Linked DNA regions of Rattus norvegicus: region 1 is linked to region 2. The links are chromatin contacts, called in public Hi-C maps. All regions are on one chromosome and are shown on one strand. The core of a region is the stretch at or near the end of the contact, and the rest is flanking DNA. Distances in the headings are between cores, read along the strand shown.

Region 1 (2,919 bases), core at 266-2,765, 230 kb after region 2:
GGTGCCAACTCACTGATGACTACCCATTGGCCTCTGTCCAGGCCACAGGAGCGGATCTATGTGACGCCTGGTGCACCGAGAGCCATCAGCTTATCATGTCCTCGTTATACCTGGGACACACCATGACTGGATACTGTCCTGGTTGCCTGGAATCCACCTAGGCTTGCACATGGGTATGGAGAAAAGCCAGAGCTTAGCCTGGTATCAGCAAGCTTCCCGTTCAGTTCTGTGTAGCCTGGGGTAGAAAACGAAACGGCTTCTCAATGTGCCCAGCAGCAAGGTCCTGGCCGCCGAGAGAGACAGGGATTTGCTTCTTTTGTGCCATGACTCTTATCTACAGCAATGAATACAGTTTTATGAAGCCTTACTCTGTGTGTGTGGGGTGTGTGGGGGGGGTGTAAGTGTGGAACTGAGGACCTGGGGAAGGACAGGCAAGTAGCACAGAGCCATCACCTGTCTTTTAAGTTTACTTCTTATACCAGAAACTGGACTCAGTTTGGAGTACTTTACGAGTCTGCTCTGTGGTGACCATGCCCACTCCACCCACCCATCCACCCCATCCCCAGTGGACAGCCAGATGCAAATTGCCTGACACTCCATCGAGTAGCTATGCACTTACCCCTCCCTCACTCCTTCTGGTGTCAGCTGAAACTGGATAATCCCTGGCTCCCAATAATAATAATAATTATAATAAGGTGTTGGACCACCAAACCCGCTTCTGTATGCTCCCTGGCTTCAGCATACACTGTGCATCCTAGGCTTCTTCCCATCATGTGTCTCCTAAATGTGAAGGGTTCCCATCTGATGGGGACACCCAGCAGCTGACTAGAGAAGCCAGGCCACCGTTGACATCTTTCACAGTGGCCCAGGTGTGGCAGTTAAACCTTAGGAGCTTTCTGGTCATTACCCCGAAGGACACTGGACTGTATGTAACCACAACCACCACAATGATTCAAAATGTGAAAGCACGAGGCTCAGCTCCTCCACTGAACAGTGACTAGCAGAACTGCAGCCTCCTCTCAGGCCACAAGGGAATCCAGAGCAGACTCAATGGCAGGAGCTTGCTGCAATCCCATTATTTAAAATCAGTTTTAAGTCATTGCATAGACTGGAGCTGCGGTAGGTGGTCGGGGTGACATACGCCAAGATGGGCTCCCTTCTCTAGGCAGACCAGGCCGGACCACAAGGTCGATCACAGGAAGGCCCTAACCTGGCATACTACCATGCTTGCCATTTCGGAACCGGGAAGGGGCGTGTCCCAACTCTGCCGTTCACTGGGCAGGTACAGCCAATCAGTCTCTTAGGTGAGGGGGCATGTTCTGAGGACTGCGGCCCCGCCATCCCGCTTGTCCGCTCTGGAAAATGGTTCTGGGGTTCCCATTCACAGTCGTTCACTGCGCAAGCGCGGCCCCACCCACCGGCCCTTTCAGGAAAGGGCTCACTGCGCGCTCCTCCATTGGCCAGGCGCGACCCCGCCCTACTGCGCACGCTCTCTCGACACTACTGTCGCTGTCTGCCCTTCGCGATGGCTGCTGTCAGGGTTCTGGTGTCGCCGAGGTTGGCTTCTGCGCTCCTACCGCTCTCAGGGCGCCACCGGACTACCTCCCAGCGCGCAGCCATTCACAGCTCCGCACCGCGGCCCCGGGCCAGGGTGGCGTTGGTGAGTACAGGGTCAGACTCCCAGGCCATGTGCCTCTCCTTGCTCGGTCCTCGCAGCCTGGGGTCGATCACCTGTCCGCCCAAGGTCGGCCGTTGGTGGGGTTCAGCTTCCCGGTACCCTCGGTAATTTCGTGTCGGGTCCACGCCCTCGTCAGTGCCTCTCTTCCTGCAGGTGCTGTCGGGCTGCGGAGTCTATGACGGAACCGAGATCCACGAGGCCTCAGCGTAAGTCCTCAGAGTTTGTAAACATTCTCTTGGTTTAAAAGGCAGAAATGGCCAGAGCGTCGTAACCAAACGCAGTGGGTTCGCATCGTGATAAGTCCAAAGCCAAAATTAGCACAGCCGAGACATAAAAGGTGCCACCCGGGCCCTGGGTGAAGGCAGAACGCCTGGCAGGAACCCGGGGCCCTGCACATACCCAAAATGTAACACCTGCGAGTCAGCTACCCTCGCTGCTCATCAGTCAGTAAAAGGATACCTGCCTACCCGCTCTGGTTCTACCCTCACCTTGCAGAAAGGTCTGTAAGTGGCAGGAGCCCTGGCTTCGTAAAAAAGCATCAAGATGTCCTACACACTAGCACTCAGTGGAAGTCCGTTTGCAAAATCATCTTGCTGCCGTGAGGCTGGAGGAGACATTTGGAAGTGATGTCTTTGTGGATTTTCTTCACGTAGGATCCTGGTGCACCTGAGCCGAGGCGGAGCTGAGGTCCATATCTTTGCTCCTGATGTCCCTCAGATGCACGTGATTGACCACACCAAGGGGGAGCCTTCTGAGAAGGAAAGCAGGTATGGGGAGGGAAAGGACCTGGAGAGAGCCATGTTCCTATGTGCACCTTCTACAGCGCAGACTTCCTGATTATTTGCTCAAGCATGTGTCCCTCAAAACAGCTGTCATCCGGCAAGTCTGGAAATACACTGCTGTGGGCAGAATGTTTCTGACCTCCCAGTGACCCTTACGGGAAGAGCAGTAACTACTGTTGCCCTCCCTCTGGACGTGAGGTGGTCATGGTTTGTTCTGGCTTGACCCTGCAAGGCACTGTGTTCCCTTTCTTTATCTAGTTCCTTTATTTGTTTTTTGTAGGGGGGGAAAGGGTTGTTTGTTTTGTTTTCCTAAACCAAGTTTCTCTATGTAGAGAGCCTCTCTCTACATAGATAGAGAGGCTATCTTGAAATTCACTCTGTAGCCCAGGCTGGCCTTGAACTCAGAGATGCACCTGCCTCTGCCTCCTGAGTGCTAGGATAAGACACATACTCTCGGGC
Region 2 (2,819 bases), core at 40-2,539:
AACTTGCTGTGTATGCCAGGTTGGTCTCACAGGACTCACAGAGATCTACCTGTCTCTGCCACCTGAGTGCTGGCTCGAAAGGAGCAGACCGCCATGCCCCTCCCCCACAGCGGACCACCCCCCCCCCCCGTTTTAAATTTACATCTTTTTTTTTTTTTTTGGTTCTTTTTTTCGGAGCTGGGGACCGATTAAATTTACATCTTATTTATTTAATTAATGTGTATGTGGAGAGAGAGAGTGTGTGTGTGGGGGGGGTGCACACATGCCATGGTGCACATGTGGAAGTCAGAAGACAGCTTGTAGGGAGTTGGTTTTCTCCTTCCACCCAGTGAGTCCAGGAATCCAACCCAATTGCCTGGTTTTGTGCCAAGTGCTCTCACCTGTGGAGTCAACTACATGCCCCGGATTATGAGATTTTTAACCTTTGATGTCTTCATGATTCAGTTGTGGTTTTGGCTTGGCCTCCTGGGCTGAGGGAGGGTTAGCAAGAAACTCTAAAGGACAGAGGCCGCTGTCACTGTTAATCAAATTAAAGGTGGCTCAGAGCTCATGGGTCCGTGTGTCCCCTAGCCTAGGGAACTGTGGGACATCTATATGCACCTCAGATTCTGCAGGCCACCTTCAGACAAGCAGTGTGTGGAGCCCAGAGCTGAGCCTCAGTTCTCCTGCATAGGCTTGCCTCCTCGGTGGGTCATCTGAGGACTTGGATTTAGGAACTGAATGTGGACAGAGCTCCCTGGCACGAGGCCCTGGGAGCCCCTTACTTCCTTTCCTCTGCTCTCTGCTCTGAGCATGGAGCAGCCTCAGGCCTTAAGAGGACATCAGGAGGGGAATGTGGCACCAGCAAACACAGAGCCACCCGCCCCGGAAGCCGGAAGCCGGAGCTCGCTTTCTAAGGCTGGCGAAGAAACAACCTTGCTTTCCTGGGTGACAGGCAGATCAGGGGGAGGAAGGATGTGCCTTCCCTCAGGGAAGTGCAATTGTGCAGTTTATTTAAAGGAGGTTATATTTTTGGAGCGGCCTCTTGGAACAGGAGCGTACAGTCATCGCTTCAGAAAAAAAAAGGGGGGGGGGGACAGAGTTATACCGCGAAGTCGCCAGAGCGAAAGAAGTTCATTAGCAAACTAGTCAGCTAATTGTCTTCAGTGTTCTTCTGGAGTTTAAAGACTGTGTTACAATGTTACAATAGCGATTTGTGCCGCTGAACTAGTCGGCTATAAATAGTGGGGCAATCAGAACTGGGAGCTGCAAGCAACACGGAAGGCGCGGGGAATAGCAAGTACCTGGAAAGCCAGTTCCTTAGTGCCGAGTGAATGCGCAGGCAGAAGGCAGAGGAGGAGCCTCCTCTAGCCCTGCAGCATCCCAGCCAGCCTGGCGCACAGCGTCTGTGCCCCAGAAACCTCTCCACCTCCTGGCCACAGGCACCTACTCTTGGGTCAGTGTATGGAGGCTACAAGTCTGCCCTGGTTCACGCCTGTCTTGTCTGGTCCTGAGGAGTCATATGGTAACCATGTAGCCTTGGATTAGCCTGCTCCAAACAGCGAGGGCAACAGAGATGGTGGTACAGAAAGAATTTCCACCCCTTTCTCTCCCTCCTTTCTCTTAGGTACCTATGTCCCTGGGAGCCAGTCCTGTTTGTGGACAGCTCAGGTGGGCTACCCCTGCAGAGTTTAGTCCAGATGGGGAATTAATGTAAGAGAGAAGCTATGGGTGGTCCTGCGTTGCTTCTAGGAACATGTGCCCAGAGAAGATGACCTGACAAGGGCCAGCATCTTGGGGACCTCCACCTTTAGCAGCACAGCTCCCACTGGGAGCCCCAAAGCTCTATGGAATTCCTAACCCCTACAGGGAGCATCAACTGTCTATGAGAAGCTATGGCCCCCTATGGAGCACCCTAATGCCCTCATAAGAGGCCTGACTTACCATGGGACAACCTCAACATTCACAGAAAGGTTGTTGGGGGGCAGGGACAGGTTCCTCTGCCTCCAGAGTCTGAGGAGCACATCCTTCCTGATGAGCTTTCAGGAGCTAGCGAACAAGGCCAACCCATGAGGACTCTGGGCTTATGTGACGAACAGTTGGCTGAGGGTCTACCTTGGATCAGGCTAGCCTCTGGCTCTGTCCAGGGGCCATGTGGTTATGAGTGGCTGAGCTCGGAATTGGGCCTTTTGGTAGGGTTAGGGAGCTGAGGTCTTATTCCCTCTCCAGTTCTGTACGAGGGGGTCACTGGCCTCATGTTTCTGCTCCCTGCAAACACAGGAGAGCAACCTAACTCTTGAGCAGAGGTTACTGGCTGTGAACTCTGTGAGGAAGGGTCTGCCCTGTCTTTGGTCTCCGTGGTTAGTGTGCAGTGCGGCATGTGTCTGCCACCAGCCACACAGATGGTTGTGTCCCTGGATGGGACAGAAGATACTACCAGAGCCTAGGAGACTCAGCCAGCCTTGGGCCAGTCCTCCTTGCCCGAGTCACCCTGACCTGGCCAACCGTGTCAGAAAGAATGGTGTGTATGCCTTGAAGCTCAATACTCAAAGGTAAAGGCAAGTGGATATTTGTGACTTCAAGGCCAGCCTGTTCTTCACAACGAGTTCCAGATCAGACAGGGTTTTTGTAGTGAGACCGTCTCAAGCAAGCAAGCAAGCAAGCAAGCAAAACAAACAAGCAAAAAAAAAAAAAAAAAAAAAAAAAAAAGAAAGAAAGAAATGGAAAAGGGAAAGGGGGGGAAGTTAGTTTAACAGGGACTGGGATGGGACTTTGGTGTCCTCTTTGAGCCCCATTGTGATTGTGGGGTTGCATCATTCTGAGGTTGGTGAGGCTCTGAA

What was found. A called contact is a pair of places that touch in the nucleus more often than the background predicts.
Region 1: a contact with region 2 is called in a Hi-C map of the A7r5 cell line, with 3 times the contacts expected there. The contact joins the promoter of Gatd3a here to the enhancer-like site in region 2. A contact is called at or near these places in 4 of 12 Hi-C or Micro-C datasets (the A7r5 cell line, frontal cortex, kidney and 1 more).

Annotation. Positions count from the first base shown.
Region 1 is chr20:10,512,944-10,515,862 of GRCr8, forward strand. It overlaps Gatd3a (glutamine amidotransferase class 1 domain containing 3A), which reads left to right and starts at 1,516. Exons shown (of 7, transcript NM_001004225.1): 1 at 1,516-1,660; 2 at 1,832-1,884; 3 at 2,332-2,445. The coding sequence starts at 1,526.
Region 2 is chr20:10,285,127-10,287,945 of GRCr8, forward strand. No RefSeq gene overlaps it. Among named protein-coding and RNA genes, the nearest start is that of Rrp1, 26 kb to the left of the region's middle. Within about 2 kb of position 1,290, at least 54 of the 93 cell types and tissues checked have an H3K27ac peak or open chromatin away from gene starts, as enhancers often do.